3 separate regions of the Mus musculus genome follow, and all the other regions are linked to region 3. The links are chromatin contacts, called in public Hi-C and HiChIP or PLAC-seq maps. All regions are on one chromosome and are shown on one strand. Each heading gives the region's core, a stretch centred on a gene start, on an enhancer-like site or on the middle of the called end of the contact. The rest is flanking DNA. Distances are from core to core; before and after follow the strand shown. Region 1 overlaps Ncf2 (neutrophil cytosolic factor 2). Region 2 overlaps Npl (N-acetylneuraminate pyruvate lyase). Region 3 overlaps Nmnat2 (nicotinamide nucleotide adenylyltransferase 2).

What was found. Hi-C and Micro-C count contacts between places; a contact is called where the count stands out from the background. HiChIP or PLAC-seq counts read pairs in DNA pulled down with a chosen protein or histone mark.
Region 1: a contact with region 3 is called in an H3K27ac HiChIP or PLAC-seq map of embryonic stem cells, with 9 read pairs. The contact joins two enhancer-like sites. A contact is called at or near these places in 1 of 39 promoter capture datasets (the C10 cell line), 1 of 15 datasets of contacts at CTCF or cohesin (the NIH/3T3 cell line), 1 of 484 Hi-C or Micro-C datasets (embryonic stem cells), 8 of 115 datasets of contacts at active chromatin or transcription factors (embryonic stem cells, epiblast stem cells, large pre-B cells and 1 more) and 3 of 9 other capture datasets (adipose tissue, embryonic stem cells and liver).
Region 2: a Hi-C map of embryonic stem cells shows a contact between it and region 3, with 2.3 times the contacts expected there. The contact joins two enhancer-like sites. A contact is called at or near these places in 5 of 484 Hi-C or Micro-C datasets (CD8 T cells, differentiating embryonic stem cells and embryonic stem cells) and 2 of 115 datasets of contacts at active chromatin or transcription factors (embryonic stem cells and extraembryonic endoderm stem cells).

Annotation. Positions count from the first base shown.
Region 1 is chr1:152,808,787-152,811,486 of GRCm38.p6, reverse strand. It overlaps Ncf2 (neutrophil cytosolic factor 2), which reads right to left. Exons shown (of 16, transcript NM_010877.5): 3 at 487-569. Among named protein-coding and RNA genes, the nearest start is that of Ncf2, 10 kb to the right of the region's middle. Within about 2 kb of position 1,431, at least 77 of the 459 cell types and tissues checked have an H3K27ac peak or open chromatin away from gene starts, as enhancers often do. A contact at or near this core is called in adipose tissue and embryonic stem cells, where this site is marked.
Region 2 is chr1:153,500,871-153,503,625 of GRCm38.p6, reverse strand. Npl (N-acetylneuraminate pyruvate lyase) reads left to right here. Exons shown (of 12, transcript NM_028749.1): 12 at 69-610. The coding sequence ends at 253. Among named protein-coding and RNA genes, the nearest start is that of Dhx9, 15 kb to the right of the region's middle. Within about 2 kb of position 1,390, at least 68 of the 459 cell types and tissues checked have an H3K27ac peak or open chromatin away from gene starts, as enhancers often do. A contact at or near this core is called in differentiating embryonic stem cells and embryonic stem cells, where this site is marked.
Region 3 is chr1:153,091,089-153,093,788 of GRCm38.p6, reverse strand. All of the region lies in intron 7 of Nmnat2 (nicotinamide nucleotide adenylyltransferase 2), which reads right to left. Among named protein-coding and RNA genes, the nearest start is that of Lamc2, 94 kb to the left of the region's middle. Within about 2 kb of position 1,283, at least 133 of the 459 cell types and tissues checked have an H3K27ac peak or open chromatin away from gene starts, as enhancers often do. A contact at or near this core is called in adipose tissue, differentiating embryonic stem cells and embryonic stem cells, where this site is marked.

The DNA of each region.
Region 1 (2,700 bases), core at 182-2,681, 280 kb after region 3:
ACTTATATATCTGCTGCTAACAGTTTGTATTCTTATTTTTGTGACAGGGTCATCCTCCCAGCATCCACCCTCTAGTTTAAACTGGGTTTTGCAAACACATTCAGCATGGGTGAAGCCAGGATTGATTCGCTTTCATGATGAGCCTTGTCTTGGGACTGCTCAGTCCCGCACAGAGAAGCACAGTGAACGTCCTCATTAAGGACATTGTTGAGAGGGCTGGGTAGCCAAACAACCAGCCAGTGGCTGTTTCAGGCTCCTTGCCGCTGTGCGCTAATGATGACTTACTTACAATGAGGTCAGGCTTGCCTCCCCTTCCCAGAAAAGCCTCTTGCTTACTACTCCTTGCATAACTGCCTAGAGAAAGCAAGCCAGCCTTCCTACCCACAAAAGCTGGAGGTCCTGATTGAATACCAAGACTACAGAAGAAAGCCCGATCCATCAGGCGCTGTCACGCTCCCACAGCCTGAGTGGCAGCGGACCACTTACTTCTCCATTCTGTAGTAGAGCATTCCTCTCTGGAAGTAGGCCACTGCAGAGTGCTTGTCTCTGTTGATGCTTTTGGTGAAGGCCTGCAGGAGGAAGGGTCCATAAGGAAGTGTCAGAGTATTGCCAGGGAGAGGCAAGACTTGTGTCATAATGATTCGGCAATTCAAGGTGACAAAACTGGCCCCGGGGTACAGAGATCTTGGATCAAAATGCCCTGGGGTGTTATTTCCTCTTTGCATAGCCTGTGGTAAATTACCTAATCTTCTTGAACCTCCTTGTTTTCCTCTGTAAAATAAGTGATGGGGACAGAGAGATGGCTCAGCAGATAAGAGTGCTTGCTGCACGTCCAGAGGACCTATATACACTTCCCAGCACCCACATAGTGGCTCACAACCTACACTTCCCAGCACCCACATAGTGGCTCCCAACCATCTGAAATTCTAGTTCTACGGGCTCTGATGGCCTCTCTGGCCTCCTTGAGAATCAGGTACGCACATGTTGTCAAAACAAGCATGCCATCAAAATAACCGCTCACATTAATTAAAAAAATTAATAATAAAAATAAAATAATAGTGATATAGTTAGAATGTATATTGCATTTTCTTGATACAAATTTATTGTGTGATCATTTATATCACTAAATAACAAGTAAGAAAACATATATAATATTATTCATATTGGATTAAACAGAAAGACTATGACAGATGAGATGAGAGGCCTGGTGACAGAAAAATGGAAAGAAAGATCTTGACCAGTAAGGGTAGAAGTCAGGGATCTGAAGGTGTGAGGTGGCCTTTGGTCCAGGCCAGGTTATAAGCATCCAGGGCCTATGGCAGAGCCTTGTCTGGGAGAGCTGCCTCCGTTTGTCTCCACAGCTCTCAGCTCTGAGGATGCAGCCGCACCCCTGAGGGAAGTAGGAGGAGGCATTCCTCCCTCCAGGCGGAGGCTGGATGGGGGCCGTGCTCTGCACCATCTGCTTGCTGACCGGAAGAGTCTGAGCCTATCCAGTACCTTCCTCTCCTCCTGTCAGGATGTGGATGTGTTTTTTCACTGGCTGGTCAGAGGATGAACCAGTGTGAACTGGTTCTTTGGAGGTGGTGGAGGCTGGGGAGACGTTCTGTAGGTAAAATGCTGGCCTCACAAGCCTCACAGCCTACAGAGTCCAAGTTTAAAAACAAACAAACAAACAAACCAAAACCAAAACAAACCAACAAGGGTGGAGTCACATCACATCCTTTCTAATCTTAGCGCTGGGGAGGCAGAGACAGGCTTTCTAGCCAGCTGAACCGAATGTGCAAGATCTGGGCCAATAAGAGACTGTACTGGCTGGTTTTGTGTGTCAGCTTGACACAGCTGGAGTTATCACAGAGAAAGGAGCTTCAGTTGAGGAAATGCCTCCATGAGATCCAACTGTAAGGCATTTTCTCAGTTAGTGATCAAGGGGGAAAGGCCCTTGTGGGTGGTGTCATCTCTGGGCTGGTAATCTTGGTTCTATAAGAGAGCAGGCTGAGCAAGCCAATGGAAGCAAGCCAGTAAAGAACATCCCTCCATGGCCTCTGCATCAGCTCCTGCTTCCTGACCTGCTTGAGGTCCAGTCCTGACTTCCTTGGTGATGAACAGCAGGATGGAAGTGTAAGCCGAATAAACCCTTTCCTCCCCAGTTTGCTTCTTGGTCATGATGTTTGTGCAGGAATAGAAACCCTGACTAAGACAGGGACCCTTCCTAGAAAACAACAACAACAACAAGAAGCAGGTGAAGCTCCCGCGGAGCTGTGAGATCGAGTTCAGCAGACAAAGGCACTTGCTGTGCAATCTCAGAGATTTGGGGTCGGTCACTGGATCCAGGTCAAAATGGAAGGAGGGAACTCCACAGAGTCGTCCTTTGATTGACACATGTGCGTCATGACATACGTAGCCACCCCCACCCACATCACACACGCACATGTACACACACACACACCTAAGCAATCAAGAGGCCTGCTGGTCATGTTGAACACCTCTGATCCCAGCACTTGGGAAGCAGAGGCAGGCGGATCTCTGTGAGTTCAAAACCAGCCTGATCTGTAGACTGTGTTTTAGGATAACCAGGTCTCCACAGAGAAAAATCAAAATAAAATAAAGAGAATCGAGCATGTTCAACTCCGGGCCAGAGAAAAAGTATTTTAAAAAGATGCTGATCGGGAGGCAGAGGCAGGCGGATTTCTGAGTTTGAGG
Region 2 (2,755 bases), core at 141-2,640, 410 kb before region 3:
TTCTTTGGGATGTTTGTGGGGAAGTGGGCAGTACAGGATACATCTCACCCTTTGTTTTTCCCATCTAGGTTTTGGAGTGTCGCAAACCAAAGCCATCATGACGCTGGTCTCTGGGATTCCAATGGGCCCACCCCGGCTTCCTCTGCAGAAAGCCACCCAGGAGTTTACTGCTAAGGCTGAGGCCAAGCTAAAGAGCCTGGATTTCCTTTCTTCCCCTAGTGTAAAGGAGGGGAAGCCTTTAGCTAGTGCCTGATAAGTCTGGGTGTGTAAGCTTAGACTTATCTATCTTCAATAGTACATTCTTTTCTCAGGGACTTTTTTAGGTGAATTTGAACCCATCTTTATTTTAGGAAGTAGAATCCCACACCAATCAAATATTGATTATGAACCTAAACTTTTTTGTTATAAAGGAGTCACAAGCTCTAAGTCATTCATTTTGTAAAATTATTATAGAGAAATCTCTACTTATACAGATGCAATGGAACCAAGTGAAAATTGTAATAGTAATTACAATTATTAATTAATTACATTAATTAATATAATTCATATCACTATATTAATTGCTACATTGGTTATATTATTGCTGAATAAATTTCACCTGCCTTTTGGGAGCACTTATTGTCTTAATCTTGTTTCAAAGGTTTATAATTTGAGTATTGTCTTAGTTAGGGTTTTATTGCCACAAAGAGAAACCGTGACCACAGCAACTCTTACAAAGAAAAGCATTTAGTTGAGATTGGCTTACAGTTCAGAGATTTAGCGCATTATTGTCATGGCAGGAATCATGGCGGCATCCAGGCAGACATGGGACCGGAGAAAGAGCTGAGATTTCTACATTTGGATCCGCAGACAACAGAAAGAGACAGTGAGTCACCAGGCCTGGCTTGCACTCCTGAGACCTGCTTGTGGGTCAGGCTGTGAACTCTCAGCTGTTGCTGCTGCCACACTTTTACCCAGCTATCAGGGACTCTTAACTCTAAAACCATAAGCCCAAGTAAACATTTTTCCTGTAGAAGTTGCTCCAGTCATGGTATTTTGTCACAGGAACATAAAGTAATTAAGACAGTATTGGCCAGGTGTGGTGGCGCATGCCTTTAATCCCAGCACTCGGGAGGCAGGGGCAGGTCAATTTTTTAGTTCGAGGCCGGCTTGGTCTACAGAGTGAGTTCCAGGACAGCCAGGGCTATACAGAGAAACCCTGTCTCGAAAAACAAACAAACAAACAAACAAAAAAAACAACAACAACAAAAAAAGACAGTATTTGAGTCGCGTCTTTCTAGATCCTCTAAAATAGGACTCTGCCAAATTGAGAGGGGTTCATTGACAGTGGAGTCTCCTGGACTGGTGCTGAGTCAGATGTCTTCCTTTTAGGAACTTCCCTCTGCACACCAGGAGCCTCTTCTGGCCACACTAAGCCTTGCAGTCTGTGGGCTGAGCAGGTTTTCCTCACACTCCTAGAAACTCCCCAGTTTATACAACCCCCACCCCATCCTGTCTAGCCGGGGTGGGTGGGGGGAGGGCAGTGGTCTTCTGGGAACTAAGTGCAGGCCTGAGATCTGTACAGAAGGAACAGCCTCTGCTTGCAAACCCAGCTCAGCATTAACCCTGCTGGAGGGGGGTAGTTAGGGAAGTCAGACATTCAAGAATTCTTATTTCAACATCCATGATCTTTGCCCTGTCGAGGATTAGATTCTCAGCTGGCTGACTTCAGGCTCAGGGCTCTTACTGCAAGGTTGCTCTGAGTCACCTGCTCAGCTGCTGGCCACAAGGAGTGGGCCCTACCACCGTGGGTAGCCTTTACTACCAGAGCCAAGCTGTCCCCTGAGCTTCATCTGTCCACATCTGGTCTTTGCGTTCTGCCTCCTGCAGCTGTCGTCCTTCCTCTGCAAGCCTGGCAGCTTGACCAGAGGCTCTAGCTCTTGGGAGAGTCCCTTGAATCAGGCCCCTAGGGCTGCTCAGTCCTACTTCCTTCTCAAGATGGAATCTTGCCATGGCCCTCTGAATCCTGGTCTTTGACAAAATGAACTTCTCTGCTTCGGCAAAGAGGTGAAGAAGTCACTATCTCACCAAAGTCCCAATTAGACTTAACTAAAAAACAAAACAAAAAACCAAACCAAACCAAAAAAACTTACACTGCCAAAAATAGGACTGGTTTTTTGTTTGTTTGTTTGTTTTGTTTTGTTTTGTTTTGTTTTTCAAGACAGGGTTTCTCTGTATAGCCCTGGCTGTCCTGGAACTCACTTTGTAGACCAGGCTGCCTCTGCCTCCCGAGTGCTGGGACTAAAGGCGTGCGCCACCATACCCGGCTCAAAAATAGGACTCTTCAACAAGGTATCTTGCCTTACTTTTTGTTTGAATCTTTAAATTCCATTTGTTTGTTTGTTTGTTTAGTGTATGCGGGAATTGGAGAACAGCTTGGAGTCGTTGGTTCTCTCCTAATGTACAGGTTCTGGAAATCCAACTCGGGTTGTCAGGCTTTGTGGCAGGCACTGTAAACTCCAGATCATTTCACCTACCCGTCTTAGTTACTTTTATATGGTCGTGATAAGACATGGTGGCCGGGCTGGTGAGATGGCTCAGTGGGTAAGAGTACCCGACTGCTCTTCCAAAGGTCCAGTGTTCAAGTCCCAGCAACCACATGGTGGCTTACAACCATCCGTAACAAGATCTGACGTCCTCTTCTGGTGTGTCTGAAGACAGCTACAGTGTACTTACATATAATAAATAAATAAATCTTTAAAAAAAAAGACATGGT
Region 3 (2,700 bases), core at 34-2,533:
GACTCGGAGCCCCTCCCCCACCCCACTGTTACTTTCCTTTTCCCACCCTTCCTTTCTGAGACTGTAGCCTAGGCTGGCCTCAAACTTGCTATATAGCTGAGGTTTGAACTCTTGGACCCTCCTGTCTCAGCCTCCCTAGGGCTGGATAACAGGCACTTATTTCTGTGTTCTCTCCACCTAGAGTGGGCCTCCTTCAACAAGTGCTAACACGGCAGGGATGGGATGGAGGGAGACCTCTGACTGTGAAGATGGAGTATCCCAGTTGATCAACTGTGCGCTCTCTTTCTGAGGACGTAGCCTTCAGCAAAGGGCTCAGGAAGCAAGGCTGGGGCCACCTCCCCTTTACCCGTGGTGCTCCATGCCTGTCTTGCTTTTTTTTTTTTTTTTTTTTCCTCCTCCTCATTAAGCCCAATTTGAATTATCCCATTGAGGCTCATTGTCATTTAAAATTGGTAGCAAATGGTGAGATTCAACTGAGTGACAGGAAAAGAATCTAGAGATTCTTGACATTCCTCAGAGTGTCCTACATCTTAGTGCACATCTTAGGCTGCCCAGGTTTCTGCCTTATCCAGCGTGTTGTATCTGAGACAATGAGACCGCTTGTGCAGAGCTGACCACTAGTCTTCCAGACACGGCTGCTACCATGGTCCCTAAGAGCCCGGGGGCTTTGCCTGACGTACACCCCAGGGCTGGGCAAAGGCTTTCAGATGTTGAGCTTGCCCCTGAGAGTCTCTAGATGGGATTGAGGCAGAAGAAAGTAGCCAGCATCTATCTCATTGTCAGAAGAAAGTAGCCAGCATCTATCTCATTGTCTCTGGTTCTTCCCTCAGGGAACACAATGAAGACTGAGAGCTTATGTTATCTCTTTGGCACAGAACCTTAATTTGTCTTTCTACCCCCAGGGCCTGGCAGTGACTGGCACCCAGAGGGGACTCAGACATGGTGAGTAGTTAGGCCAGCAATTGATGTGGTTGCAGAGCTAAGAGGGCTGCCTGAGAGATAGCCCCCGGACAGTTTAAGGGCGATTTCACAATGTCTGAATGTCATGCTTGGGAAGAGGAGAACTGTGTCACTGGCATCTGGTGGATTGGACACTGCTAAGTGGCATCCTACTGTGCCCAGGGCAGCTCCACAACACACAATGCCTGCCCCTAAATGCTGGCAACACCAAGGCTGAAGACCCTGAACTGGGATTTCCATTCTTATGCTAGGACTCACACTCTTGCCTAAGAATAATATGAGACTTAAAAAAAAAATAGGCTAAAGCCCAGAGAGGCAGAGTGAAACCTCTGACTCACCCCACCCCGCCCCACGCCCGGGACCAGTGCAGATGTGCTTATTGGTAATGGCCCTGGTAGAGTCTGTGGTCCCACATGAAGCCACTGGAGGGCAGCAGTGATTTCCATATTTCCAGTCCACAAGCCCTTGAACTGGGAAAGCCATGAGGGAAGCAACCAACTGCTGAAAACAGAATGGGCTCACTGATGCTAGGAAAGAAAAAAAAAAAAAAGATGGATTTTCCTTGTGGTGTGCAAGGAGCCTGTGAGTACCAGGGCCTTGCAGGACTTACTCACTTTGCCCTCCACTGGGTCTGCCTCCCTCCGCTGGTCATCTTGACCCAGGGCCAGCAGTCAGGGCCAGTACTCTCCCTCCACACTCCCTGCTCAGGAATTCCAGCTATGTGTAGCCCAGTGGCCCATCCCAGTTCCCACGGTACACGGAGGCAGCTGCCACCTGTATTGCTGTGAACCTGGAGTCTGTCTGTCAGCAGGGGCATCATGGCTCTCCTTTTCAGAAGCCAAGAATTCTTCATTATCCCTCCCTGTCAGACACGGGGATCCCTTTCCCTTCCAGAAAGCAAAAGCAGTCAGAGGAGGCTAGCCAGACTGGGGAGCCAGAGGGGATTTCCCCCAGCAGAGACAGCAGAGCCTAATTCAAGCTCTCGGGGCGGGGAAAAGACAAATTACACTGAAAAATCCTAGGACTGTTCTGAGCTCTGCTGGACTGAGACAGGCAGCAGGGTGACAGTTCCTACAGGGGACTGCAGGGATGCAGAGCTTAGAGCTTAGAGCTTAGAGCTTTGAACTCAGCGCTGGCTGCTTTGCCTTTGGATCCTCTGGGCTTACAGAACTTGCTTGCTTTGTGGCGATTGGCCAGAAAGCCAGGTGCCCACTCTCCTGGAGACTTCAGAGCTGACAAGCTGATGTGTAAAGGATGTTAAAGTCTAAAAGGTAAATAAGAGGTGAGGCTCTTGAGTTGCTTTGGTTCAACGAAGTCTAACTGTGTGCTAACTGCACTCCATTCTCACTAATGCCTCTGCCAATTAGTAACCAGTTGTCAACATTTTACAAATAGTTCTAGGAAAGCAACAGGAATAGCCCAGGCACGACTACATCTCAAAACGTTATCACATCTGCTGGTTATCATGGTACTTAGACACACCAGCCATCTTAAGATCACAGCAGGAGCCCAAACCCGAGTGCTCCCTCAGAAGAGTATCCACAAGGTATCTGACACATCTTTAGAAGTTAAATCCGATCTGGTTGGATACCAAATTGCCTCTCCTTCTAGACATCCACCAACTTGACCCTCCTCATCATCTTCGGCCTCCAACTCCACTCCTGCCTGCCTCCGCCATGCCTTTCCAGCTGCAGGCACTTGGGTTTCCCACCTGCCTTTCACTCTGGAACCCTGGGAAGG